Regions from separate parts of the Mus musculus genome. Here region 2 is linked to region 1. Evidence: chromatin contacts called from public HiCAR-type data. All regions are on one chromosome and are shown on one strand. The core of a region is the stretch at or near the end of the contact, and the rest is flanking DNA. Distances in the headings are between cores, read along the strand shown.

Region 1 (5,871 bases), core at 1,587-4,086:
GGTGTTTCGCCACGGCCAGGCCAGCTTGTGTTCCTAATCTGTAAGACATTATTTCATTCTAAACACTGAATAGACCATTAACTTATGTATTAAGCTTGCAATTACCTGCTGCCCCCAGGGGAGGAAGGGACCCTCAGGAAGCAAAATGGCCAGTTGATTAAGGTTTGGATTAAAACCAGGCCCTGAAAGGAGGCAACATGTGAGCTCAGCTCACACTTAGGTTGGAGCCCAGGCACTAAGGAAACAAGGCTAGCTACAGCTGGTCTTGTTACCAGAGGCTGAAAAAAGCCGAGCTTGAGCCAGCCCTGGAAAACTGACACATCATTTCCTTGCTAGGAAGACTCCATGGCAAGCTTTTGAACTTTGCTTTGGAGGGCATCTCAAACACACATATTTGAATGCAATAGTTACATCTTCCTCACCAAAACGCAACTTCCACGGCTTTAAGGAAGTGTGCCCTTGCCTTCTATCCCACCCAAGTTGCCTGCCTCTAAACAGACCACACAGCTTCCCACAATGCTGACCAATCAGTGTGTGGGCATAGCCATATGTGTATATACTGGCATGTGTGTAAATCTGTACGTGTTACACGGGTATGTGTATGCGTCCCTATGGACGAATGTGAGGGATCCACCCCCCTTTACGGGAGGATCCTAGGACCTGCTAGCTGGGGAGCACCAGATACCAGGTTCTTACAGCAACGGCTCTGTTCTACCGAGAAACCCAAAGACGAGATCTGAGCCTGTTTGTGGCCTTTAGGGAGGTCTATGAACAGGCATTTACAGTTATCTTGTCATAATTGCCTTTATCAGGGAGAGCTGGGCCTTATCAAAGCCCTGGCTGCTACCTGTTGAGTCTTTCATTATTCGTGTCCTGCCCTCACACTCCAGGCATGATTTATAAGCAGTCAGTTTTAAATCTCTGCTCCTGCTTCTCCCCACAAAAGACTCTCTCCATAGCCTATGGTTTCCTTCACAGCTTATGGTTTCCCTCATGCCTGGCTTTGGTAAGATGTGGTGCCATCCCTCAGCACACCATGACTGTCCTCCAGTTTGTCCCTTGCCTCGTGCACACTCTTTCCTTCTCTCGTATCTCCAGAGCTGGCCTAGTGTCCCGAGTCTTCTTGCATGCTTGCTCCTGCCACGGAGCTCCGAACAAGCTCTCAGCCAGGATGGCCTCAACCTCAGCAACCCCATCTCTCCTCCCACTGCGCTGAGGTCAGAGATCATGGTGCTTCGCCTACAGCCACTGTGTCCTCAGCACCACGGAGAGTCAAGCATGCAGGAGATACTCACTACGTAAGTCTCAACAAGGTAAAACCAAAGAAATATCACACTTAACAGGAGGAGAAATAGAACAGACAGGTTAAAGTGTGAGCTGCCAACTAGGGAGAACTAGGCTGTTGAAGTGACAATTTGACAGGGCTAGCCTCAGTTATTGAATGATCTCACACACACACACACACACATACACACACACACACACACACACACAAGCGTGCGCGCATATGTGCATATGTATAGCGATGCACCTTTCTTCTCACTATCAGGTTAGTGAAGATGAAGGTGAGTTCTGATGCCCAGCAAGGACAGTGGACTAGCTGTTGCTGTAGAAATAAGGCAAGTGCAGTTTTTCCTGAATAAAATTTAGCATTAGTTTGAAATTTTAAATTGTTCCAACAAATGCCAACCAAAGAAATCAGGTTTACATTAGTACACGTGCACACGGGAACATGGAAACACAAGAGTGTGCATTACAGCTGTCCCTAGCTATAATCTGGAAGTAATGCAAATACTCACTGTATAAGCAAATTATGCACAAAACCACTGAATACCATGTTGCTAACCAAATGATGCTGACGTGAGTTACTGAATGTGGCACAATAACATAAAAAAATCAACCTAATTAAAATTATTTTTTATTATGTATGTGTGTGTATCTATATATCTATGTCTGTCTATCTATATATCCATCACCAGAAAGATATTTTTATATATATTCAGCCTAAGGAAGGACTAGTGTTTCCACCAGTCTGTATAGTAAAAAGAGGAAATAAAATTTAAAAACTGAGTTCATTGGAAGCAGAACACAAGTAGGAAGGCCAACCACTTCTGTAAAAACAAAATCAACTGACGATTATTCTCAGAATACGAGCCTTGCATTATTCACTGTTTGGAAGAGCTGGGCTTAGGTCACCTCCGCTTCCAGATGACCAAGAGCCAAGATCGTCTACAGCTGGGGCTACAACAGTCGCATCAGGTACTGCAGGCACTGCCTGGTGTTAAGTAGCTGTCCTGACAGCACACAGGCAAGAGCATCCAAGAGTTACTGGCACATCTAAAAATTCCTAAGGGAGGGTGGGTGACCTACGGGAGGGTGGAAAGCAGCATCTCTAGGGTGTGGGCTGGCGTAGCGTTTCAGACACAGTCACGGCTGTTTAAAAATTATCCTTCCATTTCCTTGTTTTCCCTCTCCTCCGGGGTGTCTCAAGAAAGACTGCTGTGGCATGAACCAAATGGATAAAACCCCATCTTTCAGGGATTAGATGACGGCTGTGCAAGCCAAGGCCATCACATGCTCTTGGGGTCACATGACAGTAGGTAATAAAATGGTAAGACTGAGGCCACAATGCTTTAATGACCCTTTGGGTATATCTGAATAAAACTGACTGAGAGCTAAATTGTGACAAGGCAGAAATCTAAAGTAGATTTGACAAAAGGGGATTTAAATCAGTGAGATGATGCTGATAAAGAGAGCAGACTTTCCTAACACAGGGCTGTAAACCTTGGCAACTGGGAGAAGGCATGCAGGCGTCAGTGTTAAAGCAGGGCCACAGACACGCTTCCAGGGCTCGGCAGAGGCAGGAGAACTGGACTGAGCACGTCATCAGGGTGGAGCGTAAAGCTATCTCTGCCTGGTTATGAGACAGAGGCACATTCTCAGTTGACCAAGGAGGCTACACACTCGGTCATTGACTCTGCTCACCAAAGTGGCACTGGCAGTGGCTTTCTGAGTGGAGTGCCAAGTAGGGGGAGCTGTTTGAGTGGTGAGATTTCGGGGCCCAAAGGCAGGGTGTGCTGCTGTCCCAAACTATCCCCTAGCTAGGACTCAATATTATTATTTAAAAGATTTAAAGAAATGTATAGATGTGTGTGTGCGCGCGGGCATGTGCGTGCCTGCCTTCCTGCCTGCCTGCTTGTCTGCATGTCTGTCTGTGCATGTCAATACAGGTGCCCACGGAGGCCAGAGGCGTCAGATCCCTTGGAGCTAGACCTTCAGATGACTGTAACATGGATGCTGGGAATCACTCAGGTCCTTGGGAAGAACAAGTCCTCTTAACCTTAAGCCTTCTCTCCAGTCCATTACTGCCACTAATTATCATCATCATTGCTATTATTGTAAACCTAACCTTGCTGCAGGTCTGTTGGTGGGGCTGAGTTGAATCACTGAGATTTAAATGCTTTGGTCCCCCACAAGTGTGGGAGACATGCGCGGCCCTGACACCTAAGGGGCCTGCTGTTGGGACATAGCACTTAACTTAATTCTTAGGGCAGCAAGAGGGATACGGCCTCGATTTCAAGTAAAACAAACAACCCTCCCCCAATTCAACCAACCAATCAACCAACCAACCACCACCACTAAAACCCCTCAAACCATTCATTTTCAGGCAACAGTGAGACTCCCATTCATGCAACTCTTCTGGGTAGATATTAATGAGAACTCGGAATACTGAAGCTAATGACTGTGTGTCTCTTACATAATTATAATGACCTGTAGTCCATTCTAAATGCCAAATTAACTGATTAAGATGAATCCTGTTGTAGTTATAAAACCCTAATTCAAATCTCCTGCCCAATGGCACTTGCAGAAACTAACTATATTTAAAGAGATTTTGCAGAGAGTGTGACTTCAGATTTGCTTTAAGTCTTACCCATGCCTCTATTCCAACTGTGAGAACACACCATCTTCCTGCTTCTGGTTGCTGAGTGTTGCCTCAACACTCAAGAAAAACAAAACCAAGACAATCAAGCAACCGATGCCCCTGGTGTTGTCCACCTTCCCCTTGGAAGCCATTGTCCTGGCCTTTTTTGGCTCAGCCTTGAGCGCTATGGCTGTAGGGCTGCGTGTGGACCATCAGAGCCACCAGCCCTGAGAGTAGCCATGAGGCTGTGGCCCCTGAAGCCACAGGAAATCAGAGAAGCAGGAGCCTTGGGGTCAGGACTCAGTCACTGCTCAGCTTGGAAACATGCACCCACCAGCACCGAAACCTTCCCATCCATTTTATTTAAGATACTTTAAATGCAACTGAGGGTGTGGGAAGAGATGGCTCAGTGGGTGACACTTGTCACCAAGGCGAAGACCTGAGCTCAATCCCTGGAATCTACAGGATAGAAGGAAGGGACCAACTCTTGCAAATTGTACTCTGACCTCCAAATGCATGTCTAAGCAACCCCTACCCCCTCCCATGAATAACAAAATATAATCAACTTTAACTCTAGAAAATAACATTATAACATGTCTAGTACAACAACCATTGGTCTTCTCTGTAAAGGAAGAAAGGAGACAGTGTAATTCTGTCCGGCTGTTAACGAGTATATCATGATGCTCATTGTAAAGCTACTGAACTTACAGGGTAGATGTTCAGAAAACAAAATCCTTACAGTAACAAATCTCTTCCACCTGTCCGTCTGTCTGTCTGTCCACCCACTCATCCTGCCTGTCAGATGTTTATTTACCTCTCTAGTATCTGTTCATCTCTGCCTGGGTGAGGGGGGAAAGTGCTCACTGTCACTGGTGAGCAAGACAACAGCTGAAACTCGGTTGTGTAGAACTGAACTTGCTTGTCCGGCTCGTAGGATTAAAAACTTATTTCGGCTCAGAGGCAGCGCATTGCACCGACAGTAAGAATGTCAGGCTGTGTAAATATTGTTTTAAGAGAAAATGAGGCATTATTAGTGAGAGCAAGACACAACTGTTATGTTTAAGACAGAAAGCCTTTATTTGTTCCTCACACAATCATAACTCAATCAACCGACCAGTAAACGCCCCCTCCCCCCCCCCCCCCCCCCCCCGCCGCCGCCACCACTAGAATGGGAGTTTTGTGGAAAGCTCCTTGTTTGTACAAAAGCCTGGTGATAGAGTCTTGAGGGGTAATCCCAAAGCTGTTAGACTGAAATTAAAACACATCTTACCAGCAGATCTGTGTTTTTAAGACAGCTCTATGTAAGAGGGCCAAGCTGATCACCGCAGGAGATAAGCCCCACACAGTCTCAGGGTGATCACTTCAGCAAACACTGCCATGGCATCGTAATTTTCCAGATTTTCACCTTACGGAAAAGCCAAAGAGCTCACAATTACTCTCTTAAGATGCAGCCAACTCCTCAATCCTGACAACTACGGCACGCAGGGGCCCAAGGAAGAGGAAAACTTTAGGTTTTTTTTTTTGAACATGAAATTTAAAAGGAAACCCTAATGCTCACATATGCAACTGCCTGCTTCCTTTATTACTAAAAGAGAACATGGTTGATGTCTTTATACAAAAAGGTTTTTTTTTGTATTTATACATAAGAGGCAAACTTAATATCATGGATCAACGCAAGTCTGTACTATTTCCAACTTTTCGTTTTTTCTTCAAATTAAACTTCATCTCTGGCCACACTCTAACACACACACACACACAAACACACACACAGAGAGAGAGAGAGAGAGAGAGAGAGAGAGAGAGACAGACAGACAGACAGACAGAGAGACAGACACGCACATGGGATGGGGGAAATCATCGTACCACAAATATAACCCTGTGTGTTGAGTCTCAACACTGTCTTTTAAAAGTTTAGAACAGAACAACATAGACTGAACTTGTTCACACAT
Region 2 (5,570 bases), core at 346-2,845, 550 kb before region 1:
GGCTCTGCCCACGGAATCTTGGTTCCTTCATCTCTAATGCCCAGTAAGGACACCTGGAGCTAGTCCATGGAGACGGCGAGGAGGGAAGAGAGAATATGACATAAAAGATCTTGTATGCTATCCTGGTTAGCTTTCTGTCACGTTGACATAAGCCAGAGTCACCCGGGAAGAGGAACATCAATGAAGAAAATGCCTCCATCAGATTTGCCTGTTAGCAAGTCTGTGGGCATTTATTTTCTTGATTACTAATTGATGTTAGAAGGCCGTGCCACCCTGGGCAGGTGGTCCTGGAGTGTGTAAGAAAGAACACCGAGCAAGCTGTGGAAAAGAAGCCAGTAAGTAGCGTTCCTCTCTGTCCCTCTGCTTCACTTTCTGCTTATGGCGTTCCCTCTTTCAGTTCCTGCCCTGACGACCCTCACTGATGACTGTGACCTGAGAGCTTAAGTTAGAATGAACTCTTTTCTCTCCACGTTACTTTTGGCCACAATGGGGTGTTTTGTTGTTGTTTGTTTTGTTTTGTTTTTGTTTTTGTTTTTTTACCACAGCAATAGAACCCCTAACGAAGCCATATGGCTTAGGAATGATTGGGCATAAATGCATCTTAATCACTTAGACTTTCCACTCGACTAGGCTCTCCTGGTATGTCTTAAGTGACAGACCCAGTAATCTCGGTTCCTGTAACATGGGTGTCATGGGATGGAGACCTCTACTGCCTAGAGCGGGGAGATGTGCTAGATAGATCACAGCAGCCTTACTGAATCACCCATGGTTCATAGGACACAAACACTGACTACAAACACCACCATACTTGCCCAAGAGCCCCAGCTAAGTAAAAGGACTTCAGCCCCTTCCAGGGACTTTATCAATACACCCTTTTTGTGTGGAATAAAACACCTCTTGCCCACGACTTGGGGCAAAGATTGTAAAAAAGTACTACTACTAATAATAATGATCTTGAGGGGGAAGAAAACACAACAGGGCTCCTAACGGCTCCCCACACAGCGCAGACTGTGTGGAAGCTAAGAGAGGCACTGATATCTTAGTCTTTTACAGCTCCATACAGCTTAGATTTCTTACCACAGCTATGCATTGTTTCATCCTAAGACATGGAAACAACGGTCCGGTGCTCAGGGGCATGCTCTGTGGAAACTGCCCAGAGAACCTTCTCCACAAAATAAAATAATTTAAAAAATCTTTCTTTTTGGGAAATTACTTCCTGTAGGAAGCCCTTCCAGGTGGAGCCTGCCACTGCTATTTCTGCAAGAGCTGCCCTTTGCCTTACCTGAGTGATGAACTTTGCTAATCCAGCCTACTACTAACCAACCCACCCTAGAGCTACAGCATCAGTAACAACTCAGTAAAAGGCCTGGGGAGCAAGGCCTACAAACAGTGCGAGCGAGGTGCCTGCTTGGTCTGAGCATTTCTCTCGAGGAGGCCAACAGTGTGTTACCAGTTTTGGCCTCCTGTCTTGTCTTTATGACATGTGTTCTGGTGGGACCAGAGCCAAGGGAGCCAAGAAACGCTCCAGAGGCCTGACCCAGGCTCAAAGTTCTGGGAAGCCTTCCCTCTACATGTGACTTCTTAGCTGGGAACTGGAAGATGAGGAGACAGGCTGATGAGGTGAGAGGGCTGGGGAGGAGGCTCCGTGGATTTGGGCTGAGCACACAGGCAGGCTCTGAAGAATACAATACTTAGTTCCCAAGGATAGGAGAGGAGGCCCAGCCTTCAGGAGCCTCAGAGCCTCGAGGGCAGGCATAGGATGGGGCCAAGTCACGTGATGTCTTAAAGAGTGTGGGATTTTAAACTTTTCCCTGAGAACAGTTCAAAGTTCTGGAGAGATTTCTCCTAATGGGCTTATTCCACTTTGCCCCACTGGGTCCAAACTCAATTCCTGGCAATTAATGGGCACCTTGTGATCAGCTTCATAGCAGAACCAAGCCACCCCAGAGAAGATCCTCTAAGCAAGGTGACATATGTCGCCTCTTCCCCGCTCTCTTTGTCTTTTGCTATCTAGTATAGAACATAAAATCTACCCAGGGAACTGTGGCAAGGAAGGCAAACTAAGTTAACTCTTCCGGCCTCACAGTCTTGCCCTGAGCTTCAAAATGGACATTGGATACCGCCACCCTGACCAGTGAGACAAGCAAATTAAAACTGGTGGGTCAGGAGTGGCTGGGGGTTTGCCAAGGACCCCCTGGCAGGTCCCAGGTACTCTGAGCATCATGCTTTGGCCGGTAGTCAAGGAAGGATCCCCCCAATCTCCTGTCTAAAATATGTATTTATAGGTTTAATTATGTGAATTCACTTGCCCTTTGCTCAAAGAAAGTAGATACAGGGGCATTTTAATGCTCCACAGAAATGAAACTGTGTTGAAGCCAGCCTGACCTCAGACCGAATGTCAGAGCCGTTGGATTTTTTCAGCAGAAACATAATACTTTTTATAGAATGGGAAGTCAATTGAGAAATCATAAAAAAAAAAAAAAAAAAAAGTAGAGTTGGGAAGGGCTTTGTGCTCACCAGGGTTAGGTCCCTAGAGCCACTGTAGCCTTGTTCCCTGTGGGGAAGGGTCTAATGTTTTGTCCACTTAAGTTTTAAATATCTCAACCAATGGCTCATTCCTGGGAATACCTCTCCCGGGGCGCTAGATCTGGCCCTGCCTGTCAAGGCCCCTTCCTTGCTCCTCCATCTCACTCAGCTCAATGATATAGACAGGCATCTGCAGCGTTTGAAGCAAAAAAAGCCTTGCCTTTCTTTCCCTTTCATCTCCATTTCTCCTACCTGTGGAAACTTCCAGATCTGGAACGGGGCGGGAAGGAAGAGGCAGAGAAAGGAGGCAAGCTGAATATTTGTTCTGAAAGCGGCCATTACAAGAAGCCAAACCCCAGGCCTGGAGCCGACATTTCAGCTTTGGGAACAGGCAGGATCCATGGAACCTGCCTCACTGAAAGCTCAAGGAACCAGCTCAGAGCGGAGCTGCCTCTCGCCGCAGTAGCTGGGACAGAAGGTGGCAGCACAGCACCAGGCTGTAAGGTCTGCAGTCGTTGGAAGCTGGGGACCATCCTAACCCTTCCGGGCGTCCAGATCCCTCCTCTAGCGTCAAGAGTGTCCTGCTTAGGCTAGGAGTGACCCAAAAATCAGCTTTTAAAAGGCAAACCTCAAACATCCAGAAGTGTTCGAACGTGGTCGATTTTCTATGTAAAAACATCATGTTGCTAGAGTTTAAAAGATTCCAAATGGGGTCATAGGGAGGATCCCAAAGGACTTAAACATATAAAGTTACCCTCTTATCCCATGTAGGTAATTTTTAAATAAATTCAGAATACGTGCATCTTTCTTCCTTTGCGCTCTACAGCACTTCTCCAGCCATCTCTGAATTTCCCTTTGGTGTTCCTGTTTTCATTTGCTGATTTAAAAAAAAAAAAAAAAAAAAAAAAAACTTGTTTGGTAGTGTTTGCATGTAGTCCTTCCAAAGCAGGGATCCACACAGTAAGCACTTCTGACTCAAGAGCTGGACCCCTGCTGGGGAGCCAATTAAATGCACTGCCCACCAGGGAGAGTGTGATATTTTTTATTACTTTCTAATTTCGGGCCCTGAAATGGCTTCAGTGATCAGAACGTTTTTTTCTGCCTTAGAAACCTAAAGGAGCCAGCGAAACGATGCCTTTGATTTGTATTTTATTTATATCGGTCCATACTGGCCAAGTGCACACTAAGGATTTCCCTGGGGCCTCAGAGGGTTGCAGGAGTGGAAAAGCAAGACAAAGAAAAAAAAAAAAAAAAAAAAAAAAAAGCACAAAACTTTCTCACCCAGTCGCCTCTGCAGAGCAGGGAACTGTCAGGAACACTGGGAAAGGCTTTTTTGAGAAGTCGGTGAACTGAGAAAAAATGGATAGAAGAATTGGAACAAAACCATTTCAGTGGATTTAAATCTATTTAAACGACAATAGTAAATCAAAGCCATGCCTCTTTCTCATTACCAGTGGCCCCAGTGGTAGGGCCTCATAAATGCTGGCTAAGAAAGACTTGTGTTCCTTTCTAAATACATTCACAGGAAGCCCCACCCAACCCAAGGTGCAAGGATGCTTGCTTCTAAACTCCTGTTTGTTTTGCGTTTCCTTCTCTTCTAAAAAGCATCAGCTTCCAGCAGAAAAGCTTCGAAGGGGCAAGGAGGAGATCCAAACAGACGCTAATGAGGAAAAGAGAAAGTGAAGTCAAACTCTCCCTGAATGCCTGGATGTTTATTTATTTATCTTTGCAACAAGCAAGGATGCTTTAAAATCTAGAAGCACTCCTGGATAAAGCAAACCAGACCAAGTAGCTCACAAAACACCAGAAGCTCAAATTCTGAGCTGTTCCAAATCCTATTCACCTGCCAATGGGGTCTTGGCTGAAAGTCCTCGTCTTTTGTTTTTTCTTTTGTTTTTGTTTTTCCCTTTTTTCTTTTCCTTTTCTCCCGACTCACTGTTTAGCCAGAAGGTAATTCTGAATGCTTATGGGGGAGGGGGGACATTCCTACTAGCTAGTGCTCCCCTTAAAAACAGGAGCTGTTTCAATTCCCATTAAGCTGCTCTCTATGATGTAAAGTCTTTTAATGAACAGTCAGCTCGCGTTGAGACTATACGTGTCGAACCCTGCTCGCTAACAATTTTCATAAAATGTGATTCAAGAATTAAAAATTGCAGTGCTCTAAGAAGGTGGCTACTGTATGTTATTAGACAATGCTCTGCCAAGGCAATCTTTCCTATCTCTTACGCAGAAATCCCATGGGAACAAAACTGTTTACTCTGATTGTGTACAGCCTCTGCAAGTACCACTTTATCATAGGATTTAAAGTTCAACAACTTAGCAGACAGTATTTATTATTTAAGGAAAGGCTAAGTGTTTCTTCTGGGCTTCTCCGACTTCAAAATCACAAAGCAACCCCTCTCCTCTCTCTGCTTCCCTTCTTTCTGTTCCCTTCCTTTTCCCTCCCTTCTTTCCCTCCCTTTTCTTTCTTTCCTTCTTTCTGTCTGTCTGTCTGTCCGTCCGTCCATCTTCCTCCCCTCCCTCCTTCCTTCCTTTCCTCCCTTTTAACTTGCAAATTGGATGTTGTTGAGTTCTTAAAGTCCTTAACAATTCATTATCCCTTCAGGAAAATTTAACTCGATTACTTAAAATGGCCAATCTCCACTTTAAGGGAGAATATTCTATATAACTTCAGCTTAAAAGGCAATGTCCCAGATTAAATACATATACATATATATATATATATATATATATATATATGCGCCCCCTTTTAAAAGGCAGAGGCAATTATACAATAAGCAGAAGCAGACGCACTTGAGTGAATTCACGGACACACAACAGAGAATGGAACGCTGAGGTGTTTCACCAAGGTGTGCCCTGGACCTGTGTCACCCCAGCTCACAGAGGCCCCATTTCTTCCCACAGGTTTCTCTAACAACTTCTCTCCTCTTGCGTGAGACAGCAGATTGTTGGCCTCTGGGAAGCGGCACTATTTCCAATCAACCAATTTGGCATGTTGTGTTTTACAGTTTCTAAAATGAATGCCAAATCCAAACAAAGACACG

Evidence for each region. HiCAR-type assays count read pairs that join an accessible place to other places.
Region 2: a contact with region 1 is called in a HiCAR-type map of fibro-adipogenic progenitors, with 6 times the contacts expected there. The contact joins two enhancer-like sites. A contact is called at or near these places in 2 of 484 Hi-C or Micro-C datasets (the N1E-115 cell line and cortical neurons), 7 of 115 datasets of contacts at active chromatin or transcription factors (astrocytes, embryonic basal ganglia, embryonic limb bud and 4 more) and 1 of 9 other capture datasets (embryonic stem cells).

What each region holds. Positions count from the first base shown.
Region 1 is chr19:55,582,471-55,588,341 of GRCm38.p6, reverse strand. All of the region lies in intron 7 of Vti1a (vesicle transport through interaction with t-SNAREs 1A), which reads right to left. Among named protein-coding and RNA genes, the nearest start is that of Gm41871, 120 kb to the left of the region's middle. Within about 2 kb of position 2,836, at least 22 of the 459 cell types and tissues checked have an H3K27ac peak or open chromatin away from gene starts, as enhancers often do. A contact at or near this core is called in the N1E-115 cell line and fibro-adipogenic progenitors, where this site is marked.
Region 2 is chr19:56,131,761-56,137,330 of GRCm38.p6, reverse strand. No RefSeq gene overlaps it. Among named protein-coding and RNA genes, the nearest start is that of Gm31965, 21 kb to the left of the region's middle. Within about 2 kb of position 1,595, at least 42 of the 459 cell types and tissues checked have an H3K27ac peak or open chromatin away from gene starts, as enhancers often do. A contact at or near this core is called in the N1E-115 cell line and fibro-adipogenic progenitors, where this site is marked.